Regions from separate parts of the Mus musculus genome. Here region 2 is linked to region 1. The links are chromatin contacts, called in public Hi-C maps. All regions are on one chromosome and are shown on one strand. Each heading gives the region's core, a stretch centred on a gene start, on an enhancer-like site or on the middle of the called end of the contact. The rest is flanking DNA. Distances are from core to core; before and after follow the strand shown. Region 1 overlaps Mapk10 (mitogen-activated protein kinase 10). Region 2 holds the start of Mapk10 (mitogen-activated protein kinase 10).

Region 1 (3,554 bases), core at 399-2,898:
ATGTCCGCCATAATTATCGCTGTGATTGAGTTAGCACTCATTTCTAACGACGAGGGAAAAGCAGCAGAGTCTCTTTGAAACCGAGGGGGTGGTCTCTGAGAGATCGCCTTCCTGAAGTCCTTGCTTAGGGACACTGCTGGAAAATAGAAACGTGACTCTTTTTTTTTTCATATTCTTTTTTTAAAAAAAATTTTATTAGGTATTTTCCTCATTTACATTTCCAATGCTATCCCAAAAGTCCCCATACCCACCCCCCCCCCCACTCCCCTACCCACCCACTCCCCCTTTTTGGCCCTGGCGTTCCCCTGTACTGGGGTATATAAAGTTTGCGTGTCCAATGGGCCTCTCTTTCCAGTGATGGCTGACTAGGCCATCTTTTGATACATATGCAGCTAGAGTCAAGAGTTCCGGGGCACTGGTTAGTTCATAATGTTGTTCCACCTATAGGGTTGCAGTTCCCTTTAGTTCCTTGGGTACTTTCTCTAGCTCCTCCATTGGGGGCCCTGTGATCCATCCAATAGCTGACTGTGAGCATTGAAACGTGACTCTTCTTCAAGCCGGAGATGAATCAGTGTCCGATCCAAAGCCTGGCAGTGATCCAGGCAGGGCTGACTGAGGCCGGCAGTCTGGGAGAGCTGTTGGGTGCGCCGCAGCGCCTTCAGAAGCAGAGCGGAGGGGAAGGGTTCTTGGCTTGAACTGGGATATGATCATCTCTTCTTGAGGTCAGCAGCACCCTGTCCGGACTGGAGGCTTGAAGTGGGACTTACACACTGGCTTCCCTGTAACTTAGGTCTTTGAGCTATGACTATGTCACACCACTGGCTCTCCTGGTTCTCCAGCTTGGAGAAGCGGGTGTAAGACTTTTATTTTGGGTGCTGTAATCATAGGAGCCAGTTCCTACATTAAATCCCCCCAGTTTTATGTCCAGGCCAGCATCTGCATCTGCATCCACATGCATCTGCACCTTCATCCACACTGCCCTTGCTTCTGTTTCTCTAAGAACCTTACCTGGTACTACAGGTAAACCACGCACATTCTACTCTGCTTTCAAATTTATGAATGAAATGGCACTAGATGCATAGAATTGCTCTGGTCAGGTAAGTAATGCTCCGTGGATTTTAAGTAAAGAACTAAGACAAAATGTAAGATGTTTTCAGAATATGCAGATTGTATTGAACAATACTTGGCTGCCTTATCCCAAATGAGTTCATTTTGCTTTCCATCTCACATGCCTAAAAAAGCAAAGGGAAAACATGAAAAGCCACAGACACCACAGCCAGGGCTGCCTACGTTGTTTTGCTAGGTTTCAAGGTTCTCCTGCTTATTGCAAGGCCATGGAGATAAAGCTGAGAAAAACATCAGTCTATAGCCCCTACTGAAAAATAGAAACAGCCGTGTTTCTGAGAGATGGTATGTTTCCTTCTGTTTCTCTTCAGCCTTTGGACTCTCCCCATCCTTGGTAGAAATAAAGATCCAAAGATACTTGAAAACAAATCCATAATCTTTTGACTGTATCTATTCTGCATAACGGCAACAATAACAGAGATGATGATTAGCGTCATCAAAAATGTTTACTGGGAATGTGTATACATCATTGAAAGGACGTCACTTTCGTCATGCTGTCTATACCTTAAAATAACCTGGGGTATCTTAGCTGCTTTAGAAGAATAGACTGAGGCACTGGGCTCTGTGAAAGCCAACGGGAGAAATGTTGCAAAACAGACAGCAAAGCCGATGCAACGATGACAGGAAGGGTGAAGATCTGGGAATGTTCACGCAGCACACCCAGGGGTGAGAGTTCCCCAGAAGGGTAAGGACAGCTGACAGGAAAGCAGTAAGCTTCCCGAGGGAGTGATGGACTGCGCATGCTCAGTGCCACCAGGGACCAATGGGGAGGCAGAGTAGAGCATAGAGGCTGGCACTTTCACCTTCAATCTCTTCCCGTGTGAGCAGTCTTTCCTTGGCTGAGCTGCCTAGCTCCTCTAAGCCCATTTGGTCAGCTTAAACGTGATGGCGATGAGTCTGTCATGATGAGAAACAAACAGGGCGTTTGTTCTTCACATGGTCTGCAGGAGGGTTAAATCCTGTAATAAAGTAGCACAAAAACCTGCCTACCCAACGTGTGAACAGTTGGTCTATTACTCTCATCAATGAATGGGTGCAGGAGAAAGGAAGGGGGTCCCTGACCAGGAAGGGTGGAGGTTTTGTTTAATTCTGTTTGTTAATTATGGTGGTTTTCACAGTATTTAATATGCTAATCTACCTTGTAAAACTACAGGAGAGAAATGCCCAGATTTATGCGATCAGGTAACAGCAGTTTTATCCCCTGGAGTAAAAGCAGCGTCTCCTGAGACAGCGGTATTTTGCAGTTCACAGTCTGAGAAAGGGTCCTCATTTCACACAAGAGTAGAAAAACAGATGTGAAGTGTCTTTCTTTGGCAATCTTCAAGCAATTACAAACAACTACCCTCCAAAGAAGGGCTTTTTATTTTAGTTTTTTACAAAGCGTTGTGAAAGCCTTCTTTGATCCATTGTACAAGACCAGCTACCTAGGTCCCACATCTTACAGGTGTTCAGTCTTTCAACACCACAGCTCAACAGTGCTTTCCCAGAATGCTATCATGATGAGTCAGCGCTAACATCGCTCGCCTTCTGGGAATGTTATCTGCTGCGGGTCTGGCTCACTACTGCCTCTTGTGGTTCACAAGAACCTTACACTCTTTCTGGAAGAGTTGGCGTTTGTCTAAGGCATCCCACTGTGCTATTTGGAATGTTCCAGAGCTAGTGTCAAAGAATCTCTTATTAGAAGTTTGAGCTTTCCATTCATCAATGCTGATGAGATATTGATATACTATATTAAAGTTTTCTTTCTTAGCCTGTACTTTTTTTTTTTGGTTTACATGACATAGTCTATGTGGCTTTCTAGAGACGCTCTTGGACTTATTATATAGACATTAACTAGGTTTTGTGAAAATTAGAATGTTTTTCCTAATGTTAGTAATCAGGGTTGAGTTTCCTCAATTAAACACTAAGCCTCATGGCGAGACAGAGGACTCTCTATGCAGAGAAGGTGGAACAGAGCAATATAGTTCTGTCATGACTAAGCCGTCAGTTGCACTCCAGGGATCCTGCGCAACATGCTAAACACATTGCAAGAAGAGAGGTCATTTTACCTTATCCACAGCCAATCAGGTACAGACCAGCACATGCATGCCAACTGTCATTATCTAAAGAATAATAAAATGGCTTGTATCTCTAAGAAGCAGGGAATTATGTCATGGAGTCATAGTCTAGTCTTAAGCTCACCAGAAAGAGGGAGACAAGTCAAACTTTATCCTTCCAGATGCTCACACTGTGAAGAAAATGCTCAAAAGTGTCTAAGAAATACTTTTATGGGGAGCTGAACTGATGGGTTGCTTATTAACCTTTTACAAAGACAAGAAATCCTCAAAGAGACAGAGAAGGCATCAAGAATCTCGAGCTTTCTATGCAAAATGTTCAAGCATGTTGGTACTTACATTTTTTTTTTCCTTGAAGTGAAGTTCTTTATGTGT
Region 2 (3,554 bases), core at 485-2,984, 77 kb before region 1:
AAAAAAAAAAAAAAAATCTTACTCCAAAATCAGAATTTTGTTTTTCATTTAGAGGACAGACATTATTTTACAAGCTTTACAGATTTTTTTTTTAACTCTCATGTTGTGGCATATAACTTCTCTTGCTTTAGTATTTGTTCAGAGTGCAAGGTAAGAGCCGAAGTCCAGTGTTTCCTTGTCAATGTCATTATTGGGATTGACTTTGCCATGGAAACACATTGGGGATGCTGCATGGTGGCACAGGGCTGGCTTAGCATATGTAGGCCTTGACCTCTGGTTCCTAGCACAGAAAAGGTGGAGAGAGAGAAGCAGAGGAAAGGAAGGACATTTAGACCAATAATTTAGAAGCTGTCTACTGTGAAGTTGCTTGGCTGTTCATCCATAGTTTATACCAGGCAGTCATAATGTATAAGTAGACCCAAGTGGAGAGTAAAAATTAGCAGTCAGCTACTGGTTCTCATGGGACTTGAATTCAGAACACAGAAACAACCAACAACATGTTGGGAGTTGTAGAGCGAGAGCTCACACAACTTTTCCTTTCTGGGCTTTCTTCTCGGGTAAAACATCTCGGGGACTGAAAACTCGATGTGGTCCCTCAGGATCTCATGATGCATCGCAGGGTCCGCCATCTCTGCTGGCTTTACACCTGTTTAACCTTACTCATAACCCTACGGCAGAGGGACAGGGGCTCCTCGCTCAAGTCAGTGGGCCAGTTCCAGAGCACGGTGTGAAAACATGAATTTTAGCATCACTTTGGTTCAATAGATGGAAACCCATCTAAAAGATGTTTGAGAAAAACCAGCATTGAATCTAATTGTGTAGCTTGAAAAGTCCAAAGACTAGGATTACTTTCAAAATATGTATTGAAATGATGCTATATGTGAAATAAGGTGAAAATTGTTTTGGTAAACATTTTAATAGTGAAAGTACTCTAGGGATCATTCCATCTATATCTATATCATCCATATCTATATCATCTATATCTATACACACACACACACACACACACACATATATACATGATTTAAAATTTCATATAGCAAAGTCAGAAAATTTGCTTAAAAATTAGATATGTAGTAAATTCAATTTGTATTAGTTTCCCATGGAATTTTCTGAAACCAGAAAAAGAATACCACAGTACCCTTAATTTATTAACTCAAATTGTCAGTAGTTTCTTTCTACCTTAAACTGCACTATAAATACCGGTCTAGCCAGTTTGCTTTAGCGGATATTTATGCAGGGTTTGTACAAAAATAGGGAGACTAAGAAGAAATGGGGTTGGACAAATGACCTCTATGGTCCAGACGCAGGTCCAATCTTGCATCTCTTCTGAGGTTGAATTCATCTCTTGTTTGTTTTCACATTCAGAGAGATGGTACACCTCTGCCTTCCTTCGCTGTTTGTAAAAAGCTGAGGTAGTTGAAAATCCGGGGTGACTGGCTTCCCAATGGCTGTTTGATCTGCCCTTGGTGCTGTGCAGAGCTGGAGCAGCAGGGAGGATGCTCTTTGGCTTCGTGCAGAATTCCACCCCCCCTACCACCCCCACCACCCCCCCCCCCCCGCACGCTGAATTCGCATATTTTGGTTGCCAAGTTCCGAAGCCTGCTTCTCATTTTGCCAGAAAACGAGGTAGCTGTAGCCACAGATAGACTTTTTCCTTTTTCTCTTTCCTCCTCCTACCCCTCCCTAGACCTCTCTGGGCTTTGACGTCATGTGTGCTCCTTTCAGTTGCCATAGCAACCCCATTCCCCAAGCCCTCTGTCCGTCTCCTCTGGTAGGTTCCACAATGGTACAGGCAGCCTCCCGCTGCACAATGGTTTCCAGGCAGTGAGAGGGTGATTCAGCAAGCCGCTCTCTCTTCTCTTAAGCCTCCTCGTCGTCTCAGTTTATTTTTATGGGGGGTGGGTGGTGCTTCTTATATGCTTACCCTTTTTTTTTTCTATTTTCATTTTTACAAATTTCCTTTTTCCTCCTCACTCCTCAATTACTAGGGGCTTGAGTGAGCTAAAGATTGGGTCTTCTTGGAAATCACCTGTCTGTTATTATTTTTAAACAATCGCTACACCTCCAAAGACTCTGCTCCTTACTCCGGTTTGGAATGTGGCTAATGACTACCCAGTAGGGAGGATTTCTGGGGCAAACAGCCGGACCAGGATCCTAGTTCTCAGGCACGGAATGGTAGGTGGCTCCTTGCTCATTCTGGGTTCTAACCTGGTTTGGGAGGGTGGATGATATCTGTCATCGTTCCTGGTGGAATGGGAGAGAGCATGAGAAAGTAGGAAGTGATGGTGTTGGAGAGCCGGTTTAATCAAGTGTACTATCTGTGAGGCAGAAAACTGGTGTTTCTCTCTGGGCAAAGCATCTCTTCTCAGATGGAGGCTAAAATCTTTCTGTTTGGAGTGAAGAATTCTAGAAGGTGGGACAGACCATTATTGTTATGACTTGGCAGAGTAAGAGAAACACACACGAGGGGGGTAAGGGGGGAGAGGAAAGAGAGAGAAAGAGAGAGAGAGAGAGAGAGAGAGGAGAGAGAGAGAGAGAGAGAGGAGTCTGGATCTCACTTTAACTGAGAAATGCTATGGGTCTCATAAAACATTCAAAAATGTTATTAGTAAACATAAATGTTTATTTCCAGACCGGTTTAACTTTAAATATTCTAGAATACATTCTTGCAGTTTAGAGGTATTTACCAAAATATTAGAAACTATGTTCCTCTTGTAGAAAGACCCTGAGCTAAATTTGGGCTGCAGACAGGAACACAGGACAGGGAACAGACCAGGGAAAGGAGCAAACACCGGCGGCACCGCAGCCACCCAGGTGAAGGTCCCTTTAAGAAAGTGATCTCTCAGTCACAGCAGGCAGCATTTTTCTATGGCAAGGTTCCCAGGTATTCAGTGCTGAGATACTGTGTCCCCTAGAAATGTCAGAGCATTTTCAGAAAGAAAAAAAAAAGCTGTCATTGGAAAGGAGCTTGATGATACAGTTATCAGAATTTATGTGTTTGTGCTTCAGAGAATAAGAGTGCTTTATTTGAAAAACCTCCAAGTAAATCAGGTTATGGATATTTCAAGGAAAAAAATACATATCCTTTTCCTTCCGACATTTAAATAGAAGGACCTAGGTGCTGCTTTGACTCTCTTCTGCAGATAACTTTCAAGGGCATTGCAATTTGGCCACAGAAAGGAATGGCTTACCCCAGGGCACTAGGTTTTGAAGCAGCCACAAGGTTGTTTACATGCTCTGCGTTTGCTGCAGAGCGATGTGTCTGTGTGACGGAGATAACTTTCATGAACACAGGCTAAGTCATATGGGACAGGCCACAGCCGGGAGTGAAGGAAGGCTGCCGTTACCAGGCACCACTTTCTTTTGCCCAATTTCTGCCTCTTTCTAATGCTGCTTTTGCCAATCCTGGATGGGTTTGCAGGATGCTGGTCAATGCATTTAAAATGGTTGCGGTAATAGCCACTTCTCTCAGAGAGGCTTCAGTAGATGGCTGTCCTCAGTGAGCATGTCAGCACAGGAGCCATGCTCATGAATGGATTCAGGAGCCTCCA

Evidence for each region. A called contact is a pair of places that touch in the nucleus more often than the background predicts.
Region 2: a Hi-C map of olfactory sensory neurons shows a contact between it and region 1, with 4 times the contacts expected there. The contact joins the promoter of Mapk10 here to the enhancer-like site in region 1. A contact is called at or near these places in 1 of 39 promoter capture datasets (hippocampal neurons), 4 of 484 Hi-C or Micro-C datasets (cerebellar granule neurons, cerebral cortex, neurons and 1 more), 2 of 115 datasets of contacts at active chromatin or transcription factors (PVALB interneurons and forebrain) and 1 of 9 other capture datasets (liver).

The regions. Positions count from the first base shown.
Region 1 is chr5:103,132,120-103,135,673 of GRCm38.p6, reverse strand. The region is part of intron 2 of Mapk10 (mitogen-activated protein kinase 10); the gene reads left to right. Among named protein-coding and RNA genes, the nearest start is that of Mapk10, 77 kb to the left of the region's middle. Within about 2 kb of position 1,648, at least 14 of the 459 cell types and tissues checked have an H3K27ac peak or open chromatin away from gene starts, as enhancers often do. A contact at or near this core is called in PVALB interneurons and olfactory sensory neurons, where this site is marked.
Region 2 is chr5:103,209,514-103,213,067 of GRCm38.p6, reverse strand. Mapk10 (mitogen-activated protein kinase 10) reads left to right here and starts at 1,734. Exons shown (of 14, transcript NM_001081567.2): 1 at 1,734-2,178.